Linked DNA regions of Capsicum annuum: region 1 is linked to region 2. A link is a contact called in public Hi-C data. All regions are on one chromosome and are shown on one strand. The core of a region is the stretch at or near the end of the contact, and the rest is flanking DNA. Distances in the headings are between cores, read along the strand shown.

What was found. A called contact is a pair of places that touch in the nucleus more often than the background predicts.
Region 1: a Hi-C map of pericarp shows a contact between it and region 2, with 2.7 times the contacts expected there. The contact joins the promoter of LOC107873089 here to the enhancer-like site in region 2. A contact is called at or near these places in 2 of 5 Hi-C or Micro-C datasets (bud and pericarp).

What each region holds. Positions count from the first base shown.
Region 1 is chr6:145,094,484-145,100,822 of UCD10Xv1.1, forward strand. It overlaps LOC107873089 (protein transport protein Sec61 subunit beta), which reads right to left and starts at 2,157. Exons shown (of 1, transcript XM_016719814.2): 1 at 1,297-2,157. The coding sequence starts at 1,889. The coding sequence ends at 1,560.
Region 2 is chr6:144,790,621-144,797,359 of UCD10Xv1.1, forward strand. No RefSeq gene overlaps it. Among protein-coding and RNA genes, the nearest start is that of LOC107873163, 34 kb to the left of the region's middle. Within about 2 kb of position 1,916, at least 1 of the 5 cell types and tissues checked has an H3K27ac peak or open chromatin away from gene starts, as enhancers often do. A contact at or near this core is called in pericarp, where this site is marked.

The sequences.
Region 1 (6,339 bases), core at 907-3,406, 300 kb after region 2:
GTGCTTAATGGAGTTTCTCCATTTTTTGATGTTGTCTTTAATGGTGAAGATTGATTAATGATTTTGTTGTTGTTCATGGAGTTGTTAATTTTCAACTGATTTGATGGATTTTGTTGTCTCGAAATCATGAAGATTGACAAAGATTTTGTTGTTGTGCTTAATGAAGTTTCAATTCTTCAAATCTTGTTCACTGATAATTGTTGTGGGGGAAGGGGTAAATGTTTCTGAGGAAGATGATGACTGTGGGGTATGGGGGGAGCTTTTTTTTTTTTTTTTTTAAATTAAAATATTAGAATAATTAAAAATTATATTAATAAAATAATTTAAATATAAATTTTTTAATAAAAAAAGTAAAATATTATTTAATTTACTGTTCACGCACCCAAGGAGAGTGTGTTACACTCTCCTTGCCAAATCATCATTTTGTGCCTGATAGGTACCAATTTTAACACTTGAAGTGCTTGATAGGTACAAGCCTTAGTTGAGGGGTTTAAGTGAATTTTCGGAACAAATTTGAGGTCTATCGATGGGTTTGACCAATTTTATAACTGTAAAAAGCCATAGCTCATCAATATCTCGGTAAAATGCGCCAAGAAAAGTCCGTGAACTGTCAAAAAATAATTCCAACAATCAACTAAAACCATGTTATAACTACAATCCATAGCAAGTGCCTCTATGCAGTGATTGCTAAAACAAGAAAACCCTGACAAAAGTCTTATTGAACAAACAAATGCAAATCATAAACGTGTTATATTCTGATCATATGATATTCAATCTCCTTCCAACAAAAAAGGAAACCAATTGAAGATGGCACACCCTTTTGCTATGAAAAAAGCAACAGAGAGGGCAAGCAGTTTTGGATCGTGGCGCAAGTTTAGCACACATGGAAACTACACAAAGCACCCCAGAATAATGCATAGGGGTTTCAAGATTGAACACCCTTCAGCTAAAAACGTAAAGTAACTTCCAGGAACAAAACTATACTCCTAGAAGAACACAATAGATGAAACCAGAAAGATCCAAAAAAGGAATTCAAACTTGTCTTCAATCCACCGAAAATCAACATCCGTTCACAATCACATCAATCAACTTTTTAAGCCCTCTGCGTTTCATTCTATTATGGTTCTTTGATATTCAAAAATCATCATACTCACAGGTTAATCCAAATCTTCCACTATTTTGCATCTGATCAGTATAGTTGCCCTGCTTTTTCACTGTTTGTCAACCTACCCTGGGATTTAGACAATCAATTTTTCACTAAACATTGGTGGACTCGTACTCAAAAGCACATGAAAATAATAAAAGACAAACCAATTAATATAGCAAAACGGAACAATTTTTGAACAAAGAGTGTGCATTACACATGTAAACTCCAGAATTCCCTTACGTGGGAGCTTCTTTTATCATCTTCCTAACACTGAGTCAAATTCAGCCAACAAAAGGAAATAGAACCAACAAAAGACCGTGAAATTAGCCATAAAAAAAAAAACTAAATTGTCCTGTATGATGTGGGTTTCAAAATCATCGTGATCCGAAATCAAAGTCACAAACCCGAATAATCAGGCTCCGGAGCCCGACGCGGATCGGTAGCGGTAGAATTTTCCCAAGACATGGAGAGCAGTAACGAATCCGATGAAGCAAAGGCTCATCACGAGGACAACCGTCGGGCTGATCTTCAAACCGGGAGAATCATCGGTATAGAATCGGAGCATATTGTTGGCGTTGCCAGAGCCAACTACGCCACTACCACCACCACCTGCGGCAGAGGAGGAACCACTGAGCCTACGTCGGCGCATGCCAGCTGCAGCGGCGGCGGAGCCACGGGGTGCGGTGGTACCCGGACGGGTGGTGGAGGAGGAAGTGGATTGGGAAGAAGCGCCTCGCGCCATTATTTGGGTGTTGTTGGTCTAGGGAGAAGTGTGTTGTTAGGGGTTGTGGAGAGTGATTATTATGATAAATTTGAGGTAAGAGAGGGTGAAAGTATATTAAACGGAAATTCAGGGGCTGTTATAATGACGTGTGAGTTTAATTAGTTAGACCGGTAGTTACGTGGTTAAACATGAGTGCATAGTGCACAATAAAACAAGTAGAGCTCTAAATACGGGTCGGCTTAGCCATCCGGCCTAGTCTACACGGACTTTGAGTTTGACGGACCATGTTGTGCTAGCCCATCAGAATGATGGACCACAAAACATCTAGCCCACACCATTATTTTGTGGGCCGCGAGTCAGCCCACTTTTTAAAAATAATATTTTATAATTTAATTTTAGAATATTAAATAATTTTTGACATGATATCCTTTGAATCAAATAAAAATACTAATAAGCAATTTAAATAGTTGCATATATTTGACTTACGGACCGACCCACGAGCTAGCCCAACCCACATTGCCCAAGCCCCACGGGCCGCGGGCTTACATAATCCGAGTTAAAAAGCCTTGTTCTTAAATGGACTATAGGAATTGAAGCCCAACTCTATCAAATTACAGGCCAGGTTGGACCGGCCCTACGGGCCTAATCCATATTGACGGCTCTAAAAACAAGACACTTCTATTTTGTTTGCTGAGAAAATTGAAGGAAAGATGTCATTTAAGTCTTGAACGAAGGATTGGTGACACTAACTTACTTAAAGGGTCAAACACAATTAGGAAACTTGATTATGTTAATTGTGGACTTGATTGATATTTTTAAAACTTTCTAATCTTTTCAAAAATACAAATTAACTCACAGCCCCCTCCTTTCCAAATCAATCATCTCTCTCCTTTCTCTCGACAATCTTTCTCAACTCCCTCTCAACCAATAGTTTTGCAAAATTTCTCCCTTCAATTCCCGGCGACTTTAAGCTTCGGCGACAAATAGCTGGGCGAGTTTCTTGTCGACTTTCACCCGCCAATCGATGTGACAAATAGTGTTCTCCGGTGACAACAACTTCGAGTTCTTCGCCGTCTCATTTCTTCTTTCACAGGTAAAAAATTATGTCTTTTTAGTTATGAAGAAACAAAGGAACTTGAGTCAATTTCTCTTCCAGTATTGGTTAACAATTTACTTCTTACCTAAATTTGAAATGTGGACTGAATAAAATCTTAATTTCTGGCATTTCTTCTCTACTCTTTTCGGTGTGAAGTATAATTTTTTATTATTATTGTAGTTTTTATTGTCGAACTGTTGATTTGATTTGTTGTTGATTTTTTATCACTGTTGATGTTCTTAGTGTGTGTATGTGTGTTGTGTTGGGGTTACTGGATTGATTTGTTTTTTGTCTTGGTAAAATGGTGTTGCAATAGATGAACCATCTGGCGTGTCAGATGAACCATCTGACGCAACAGATGAACTATCTGATGAAACGGATAAAACATCTGATGCAACAGATGAAACATCTGATGCAACAAATGCAAATCTGATGCAACAATGAAAATCTGATACAGCAGATGAACAATCTAACAGATCATTCATCTATTGCGACAGACGACTCTTCTATTTAGAAGAAATCTAAATAATATCGATCCAACAGATAACTCATTTTGCAATAGATAAGTGATCTGTTTCAACAGATGAGTGATCTATTTATATTATTTCCAACGAATAACTCATCTGTTGCAACAGGTTGGTTATAGGTTACAACAGATAACCTACCTTGTACAATAAATGAGTGATCTATTTTTATTATTTCCAACAGATTACTCATCCGCTATAACATGTTGGTTATAAGCTACAACAGATAACCTACTTGGTGTAACAGATGAGTGATCATCCGCTGCAACAGGTTATTTATAAGCTGCAACAGATAACCTACCTGGTACAACAGATGAGTGGTCCATTTTTTTCCCAACGGATTACTCATCCGCTGCAACAGGATAATTATAAGCTGCAACAGAGAACCTACCTGGTGCAACAGATGAGTGATCTATTTTTATTATTTTCAACGGATTACTTATCTGCTGCAACATGTTGCTTATAAGCTGCAACAAATAACCTACCTGGTGCAACAGATGAGTGATCTATTTTTATTGTTTCTAATTGATTATCATCTCTTGCAATGGGTTGGTTATATGCTGCAACAGATATCCAACCTGGTGCAATAGATGTGTGATCTGTTGGAACTTTTATTTTACTATTGTACATGTTTGATTTACTGTTATCCTTTTTGACGATGTATTAATCAATTATAATCTATTTTATATTCTTGTTAATTTTAGATAATATGGCTCCTAAAAGAAAAGAAACTGAATCAAGTCCAAGTAAAAAAAAAAATGAAGCAGCTAGGCTACATCCACTACTCTATGAGCATGCTTTACAAACATTATCTCAATCAGGAGCAGAAGATGATGAATATGGGGAAGAGGAATATTTCAAAAGAGAATATCCAAATGCTAATATCCCTTCCACTGAAGAGTTGGTCAAAACCTTTAGCATTGATCGTTATCTAGTAAGAATGCATTGCTATGAAGCCATAGATTTAAGTGTGATTTCGTGGTTAAGTCAGCCATAGGAAAATCTTTCGACGCCTACAGAAAAATACTTCGAGAATAAAAATTGGATGCTTATTTTAGGGACAACTACTTTGGGAAATACCTTGATTTTTCGGAGAACAACAATGCTCGTTTTCAAATGAAAATGGTATATGATTTTCTCAAGCGTAGGTTTATGTATGAAAACAAAGATCAAATAGATGAGGTATGGATAAATTACTGTGGCATGCCTGTTTGTTTTGGTTGGAAAGAGTTTGTCATAGTTACTGGATTAAAATGTTATCCTCCTTCTCCTTCTCAAGTTATACCTATTCTAACCCATAAAAAAGCACCCCGTACACCCAAAAAAGGCAAAGGCAAGTTGAGTGATCGTGATGACCTGGTGTCCCTTGTTGGTCTAAGCTTCAAAAACATTAATTTGATAGAAGCGTTGACAGGTAAAATTTTTTTAAAGAAGCACAAACAAACAATCATTATGCTTGGTTTGGTTTGTACATAATGTTCTTTGGCCAAGAGACGTTAACAACAACATACCACTCGGTTTGATAAAGCTCTCCGAGGATCTTGAGGCATTTAACAACAATTCTTGGGGTTATGAAAGCTTCAAAATGACTGTCAAATATTTGTTGACTCCGTTAACGCCAAGGACAGTCAACTTATATGACTTTCCATGGGCTTTCATGATAAATATTTCTTTTATTATGACATGATTCATTTTTTTATTCAATAATGCTTTTGATTTATTAACGTTATTTTATAGGCTTGGGCATTTGAAGTCATTCTTTATTTGAGACAACAAGTGAACTACCAGGAAGAGGTTTCCTATCTAAGAATCCTGAGATGGTTGTCGGCCAAAACTGATAAAAATGTAAAATTTCTTGATCTCTTCAATCCCCCGAAGGAAGCAATAAGTCTAACTCTAATTAAGTTTTTTTTAATTAATGATTTTTTAAAATGATTTCATCATCATTCTAATATATGTATTGATTTAATTCAGATTGTCCATCTGTGGCTTGTTCCGACCAATCGAGAGTTGAAGATGCCATTTTTTCTTACTTTACGATCTGTGCAAACTTTATCGGATCCTAAGGTCATTAATAGAATAAAGAAGGAATTGTTTAGAGCAATAACCATCACAAGAAAAATAATTTTGAAGGGTGGACTTGTTATTGTTGATGATGGTAGTTGTAGTGGTGCCCCTCTTACAGTTTTTGAAACAACAAACCATTATAATTATGATCATACTGATTATACAGATTTTGCCACTTCTTGCGAATATTCTGCATGCAAATGTCAACACTGCAAGGCGAAACATGACAGAGTGATTAATGTCATTAATGCATTAACTGCTTCTGTAAAGGAAATGACATCTAAGAGGGATATCATTCTATCAAAGAGGATTTCATATCCATACACTCCACTAGAGATCAATATGGCTAAGAGAAGAAGGAAAGAAATTTCCAAGGCATCATCAAGCATTGAAAAATGTAAAATTGCAACTCCTCTGTCTTTGTCTTGTACCTTTAATCAATGTACAAGGGCCACAGAAGATCAACATTAGCTAAAAAAGGTGAATGTATATCATCTATTCCAACAAACAAACAGATACGTCCATTTCAACAGATTATACATCTGCTAAAAATTATCAAACAGATATATACATCTATTGCAATTGTCGTATAATCGGTTGTCTCAGATGCATTATCTGTTGTATCATATGCCCGTCTGTTTTAGAAAATCAAACAGGTCTTATTACTATTTTAATTTGTATCAATAGATGAGTCATATGTCAAAACAGATGGGTCATTTGTTTGAAATTATCGTACAACTCTATTTTACGTGTTCGAGTTTTTCCCAACAGATGATCCATT
Region 2 (6,739 bases), core at 666-3,165:
AACATTTTTAATTTCATCGACAATAACTTCAAAAAGACCTTTACCACTTGTATCATCCACTTTTACAAATTCTAAAAAATACTCATTAACTTTTATTGGAGTTGCTGAAATATCCACACTTCACAATATAAAAGACATTTGTTCTTGATTACTAATATCCGGAGTGCAATCAAATATAATTGAAAAATACTTTGCCTCTATGACTTTTTCAATAATTTTATTTTTAATTTCACTCGCCAATAAATTTATTAACTCATTTTGTATATTATGTCCTAAGTAATGATTGTGAATTTCATCATATTTAATTCGCCGGATATGCTCTTGCATGATTGGATCAAATTCAACAATCATTTCAATTAGACTTAAGAAAATTTCATTATTCTCTTGATAAATCTTTTTATTTTTTCTCCTAAATGTCAAATTATTTTTTTTTGAGAGTTTTTATTACAACAATAATTCTTGATAATATATTTTTCCAGTGTTCTCTATCCCTATCGATTTGATCTTCAACATCTTTATCAATTGTTTATCCCTATTGATTTGATCTTCAACATCTTTATCAATTGTTTTACTTTTCTTCAACCTTATTTCTAAGTCAATCCATGCACTCATATTAATAATATGTTCGTTTGATATCTCACTAACTTTAAGCTTAGCACTAAGATTTATCCAATCTTTACTACCTTCATTTGCTAGTTTACTATTACTAATATAAGAATTTGTATTGAACAACTTGCAACAAAAATAAAATACTTTATCCAAATCTCTAGAATAAATTAACCATTTTCTTTCATGTCTTTCTCCATTTTCCAAAGTTTGAAAATAATGGGCATTATAAAAATGTCTTGACAATTTATCATTTGAAAAATTTGTATCACTAATTCTAATTGGTCCTTTTTCCACTAGTAAGTCTCTCAATTTTGTATCGATATTGATCCACTGACTAGGATCATATATATTTATATGAATACAATTATTTGATTCATTAAGTTCTTGATTTTCTTGAGGATCTATATTAGATTTCTCACTAATTTCCTTCTCCTCTTTTTGAATAGTATTACTCCTATCATCAAATTCAACTGAATTAATAACTTGCTCATCTTGAGAACATTCTCCTATATTTTCTAATTCTATATTTTATTATTTATTAAAAATTTATCTAGAGCTCTTTTTTGAGATTCTACCAAAGTATCAATTCTTTTTTTTTTTTAAAGTTTTGAAGCACCAGATTCATATTTTCTAGTTGACATATTAAAATTTTAATAAATAGTAAATGTGTAATTTATATCTACTAATCCACACAATTAAAAAATTAAAAAAAATTAATAAATAACAAATATGTCTACCAAATATCAATATGCGCATGCACAATTATTTAACAGAATAATAATAATAATAAAACTAAAATAATAGAACCTAATTTAATAATGATCTAAAAACAATAACTCTAATCTTCATAAACTATCAACAATCTTGATATTAAAAATAAATTGAATCAAAATAATATAATAAAAAAGAAATTTCTTAAACAATTGATGTTTTGATAGTATAGGAATTAAAAGAAGATAAAAAGTGAAGGTAAATAAAGAAAAAAAAATATGTATGTTATTTACATCTTCCAATTAAAGGAAAATGAAAGGTCTAATTTAAAAGATAAAAAAAATACTAATTTTTTGCCTCTTTCAAGACTAGGAAAATCAATTTCTTCATAAATGTATTTGCCTTTTCAAAGTTGTACCATTTATTTTAAAAGAAAAAAATGTTTCAAGGCAAATCAATATAGTAATTGATTTGACAAGTGGGCCATTTATTCTTTCAAAAATTTTGTCAACAACTGACAGCATACATAAATAAATACATGTGAATTTTTCTATTTTAAATGATGTAAAGTGATGTAAAGTGGGGCTCCCCAAAATTGGGGGCCTAAAGCATGGGCTTGGACTGCTTCACCAAAAGGCCCGCCCTGTTACCAACCCACTGTATATATTCACTCTCAATTTTGAAATACGAATGAGATGACATATATACGACATACCATTCAATGGGAAATTACAGTGTGCTAGATTTGTTTTTTTTTTTTTCTATTTCATCTTTATTGTTTGATTCTTAATTTACAATTAGAAGAGCTTATTAAATTATAAGGGTTAATCGATGAAATATCTTTAAGGACAATGTTATATATTTTTCAGATTTTCAAGAATTCTCTACAATATTAGTATTGGAAAATAATAGAATAAAAGAAATTATTGGTGATGCAAGTTAGTGAAGGGGAGCCTTGGAGTAACTGGTAAAGTTGCTGCCATGTGACCAGGAGGTCACGGGTTCAATCCTTGAAAACATGATGATCTCCACATGCTCATGATAACAAGAACTAATTCCAAATTGCCACTGAAATATTTCATTAAATAAAAACTTAAAAAATTAAGGAAAAATTACATATATACACAAGTTAACAATTAATTATTACATAAAATCCCTACTCCTCAAATTAATTACAAAAATCCCTTATTAATTATATAAAATTCCTTAAATTTACTCTTTCTCTCTCATTCCCCTCATACATATTAAAATACCCTATTTTACTCCCTTTTTGTGCACCGATTTTTGCTCCATATCTGTGCTTCTTTATTTATGCCTACAATTAAGTTAACATGATCTGAGAAATTTCAAGTTGTTCAGTTATCAACCATTAACTGAACAAAGTTCACCTTCCTCATTTAATTTTAAGTTTTTTTTTTCAACTTTACCAAATCAAATTTGGATTTGAATTTTAATTTGTTGCATGTATGTACTTATCAAAGTATTAGATTTTGTAATTCAATAACATTGTGAGAGTAGAAATTTATCGTATTTTCCCATATATTTCAAAGTCAAATCTTTGGTTTTATGTATAATTGAGGGAAGTTGCCGTTCAAGTTCAAAGAAGTTAGCTTCAAAATTGACAAGTAAGAAGAAGGTTGATGATTCCGGACGACCACGTCTTCCAAAGTTATAGTTTTTATATTAATTGATTTAATTCAGTAAATGGGTAATTATACGTTGATAGTCATATTGTAGGATTATACAATAGAATTGTAGTATAAATTACATTGACATTTTTAAACTCATTCATTAGATCAGGTACACTGTACATTAGTTTGGGTACATTATACTTTACAAGTTGTAAAGTTATACAATATAATTATAATAGTTTGTAAGACTACTTTTTCCATTCAATATTGTTGTGCAAACATTATACATTAGTTTATTTATCAGAATAATGTATAATATAAGTCTTCTACTTTATATTTCATTGTAAGTGTATGAGATGAATTATATTACACATTAAGAAGTTTTTATTACATATAAGATGCATTTTATGCATTAGGTTGCATTATACAGTTAGAAAGTCTAAATCATGTATAAAGTTACATTATACCTTTGATAAGATTATATTTATAATATGTATAAGGTGCATATTTGATATGTATAATGTTACATTATACATTATGCAAGATTATAGTTTAAGTGTATAAGGTGTATATATACATGTGAAACTGTTGTATAATGTAATTTGTAATATGTATCAGTTTGCTGCTATGTTTGTATCTTTTAATGGGAGTCTGCTAATCTGTAAGTACTTTTAGTTTATATTTTTTTACATATATAATCATGTAATAATTACTGAGCTACCTGTTAATTCATAATTTTTTTCATATTAGCGACTGTGGCATTTTTGTTGATGTATATGCAGAAATATTAAGTGAATGACTGGAAGTGCATTCATGTAGGTTTGACGCACAATATATTGTATTGGTACTATCGAAGTTGGAAGCTATTACATTTGACGTACATTATATTGTATTGGTACTATATAAGTTGACAACTATTACTATTAACAGTGATTTATATATAACGTATAACAATCAATTATACATTAAAGTGCTATTTTATATCTAATGTATAATATTTTCAAGAGCAAAACTTCATTAATACGTCACTTACATCTAATGTATGGATGTATGAAATGTGATTCATACATATAACATTTGTTTCATACACAGAAAGTTAAGTATAATATATTCTCATACATATAGTTAATTTTTTTTTAACTTAAGTGAAAATAAAGAAAATATTTACATCATACATAGAAGCTAAAGTATAAAACTTTATCATACATATAAAACATACTGTTGTTTGAGTTCAGATCATACATATAATATTGGCAACACACAAAGTAAGAAATGTATAATAAATTCTCATACATATAGCACATTATAGCATGACTACTTAAATTAAACTAACTTCCATAGACGAATATAACAAAGATATCTCGTTTAAAAATAAAAGTTTGCAGAAGTTCAGTTATAAATAATGTTATACATTACATAGAACTGACAGTTTAATATTTAATTGTTTGTTATACAATACATATGAATGATTGTTTAGCGTTATAGATGCCAAATTAGATAGTATTTATACACCTTTATGTATAATGTAAAGTGAAATAGTTAAAGGAATGCAATATGATTTATGTATAATGTAGAAAATTGTTGTGACAATCTCAAACTATTATTAAGAACTAAACTTGAAATAACAATATAAATCATAGTTCAAAGTTATTCCAGATTATCAACATCAACAAAGTAAATTGTTGACTCAAATGAAACCAAATTAAGCATCATCACATGGAAAATCAAATTATCTTCTTCACGATTCCTTTGGGAAAAAATCACACGTTCGTCGGTTGTGACTTGCACGTCCACATTTACCGCAACAGTTTGAGCTTGAAGAAAGTGATTCACTTGATTTCAAATGCTTTCCTTTCTTTGACCTACCAAGAGGTTTTCTGTATTTGGGCGGTATAACTTCTTCATCTTCTACAAATTGAGGAATTACCTTCAACAATGTATTTTACTTCAATTTTTTTATGAACTTCATCAATATTCAATTCCGTTGCAATCATCAAAATCAATTTCAAAAACTTTATACTTTTTGAAACAATAATTTCATCACTTTTGTATTGTTGATAAAGAATTTTGGATTCCCAAGAACCCGAATGATGCAAAAATATAGCGATGTTCATATTGATTATTGTAAAAGAGAAGAAACCAAATGTGGACGTGTTTTTTTGAGTATGAGTTCTAGATCGTAATTCAAAAAAAAATTATGGTGATGTTTAAAGATATTTTTTCAATTTGAATTTCAGTTACTATTTTTAAGCATCCACTAAATTAGAAGAGTTAATTAATGCCGTTAATTAAGCAATAGAATCATCATATCTAATTTTTCTTTTCATAAATATAGGCTAAATAATTTCCTCATACATTGAAGCAACTTATGAGGGTCAACGAAATGTATATGTATTTTATCCAATGTAACGCCCCAAAATTCTGTCCCGGAGCGTCACACGGTGCTTAAGGCTACAAGTAGCCCCAAGCTAACCCTTTGAGCCTGCTACTTAGTATAAAGCTTACTTAAAGATAATGAGAGCAAAATAAGGAATCATGTCTAACTGAAATCCGAATGAGTACTGTAAAAGTAACAAAATACTGCAAATCTAAATATACTGACCATTTAGTCTGACAAAGCCTCTACTACTCAACAAACTAGAGAGCCATTGGGACAGATCCCCAACTGATTCAACCTAAACTAAAAGCAGTAGAACAACTACTAAAAATACTGAAGTGTCTGGATATAGGTCCTCGAACCATGAGGATTCACCACAGTGGAGGTGTAAATAAAGGTACTTGGGATTAATGACGCTGCTAGGACTGAGTACCTAAACCTACATTATGAGACAATGTAGAACATAGACGTATATATGGATCAGCACTTGGGAATGTACTGAGTATATGGGGGTGTATGCAACTAAATATCAATACGATAAATCTTTATGGAAAACATACATGGTTTTGTAGATGACTCACATAGCTTGAATAAAACTCTCATAAATCATGAATAATGAAACATGTAGTATAATTCATGTGAGCCATTACACTTTATTCTAAATTTGTATTCTTTCTTTGATCTCAAGCTTGTAAACTATTTAAACTCTTAAAACAACAACTTTTAGAACATGCACTTTAGTCTTTTGAAACGAAGGAACTTCTTTGAAACTCAAGGACTTAAAACCTTAATAACTTTAAGACTTGAGACTCTAGGAAACTTGGGAGTTTCTTCTAACCAACATAAATCATGTGAGCTACATGGAGTCTAACGTCTTGCCCACGTTAGGGAGAGATGTTTTATCCTTCCCATCGGAGAGGAACCTTTTACTTTTAGTGATCACTAGCTTAACCCACTTGGGGTAAATCAAATCCTATGGTGGCTCGTAGTTCTGGGGAATGAGACCTTGGAATCAGCCCAACTCAGTGCTAAATACCACTCCCTTACTTAAGCTCAGAACTTTTAAGAAAAATCCACCTTAAACAAATCAGAAATATGCAATGAAAGCCAACTACGCTTCCCTTTAGCTTAAATCAAATGGTGTGGATTTTCTTTCTTAGCTTAGGATTAAAATAAACTCTTTTATTGAAACTTTGGTAGACTATCACCAATAGGCTTTAAAATTTTAATAGCATGGAAATATCATTACATGTCTTGAAACACTTTAGAAAGTATCAACAATTCATTCTTGGACTTAAGGCATATATATTCTTAAAGGGTCACAATTTCATAATAAAGCTTAATTCATGACACCAATCTTAGAAACCCTTAAAAATATCACATCAATATAGGAATGTGCAATTTATAGCAT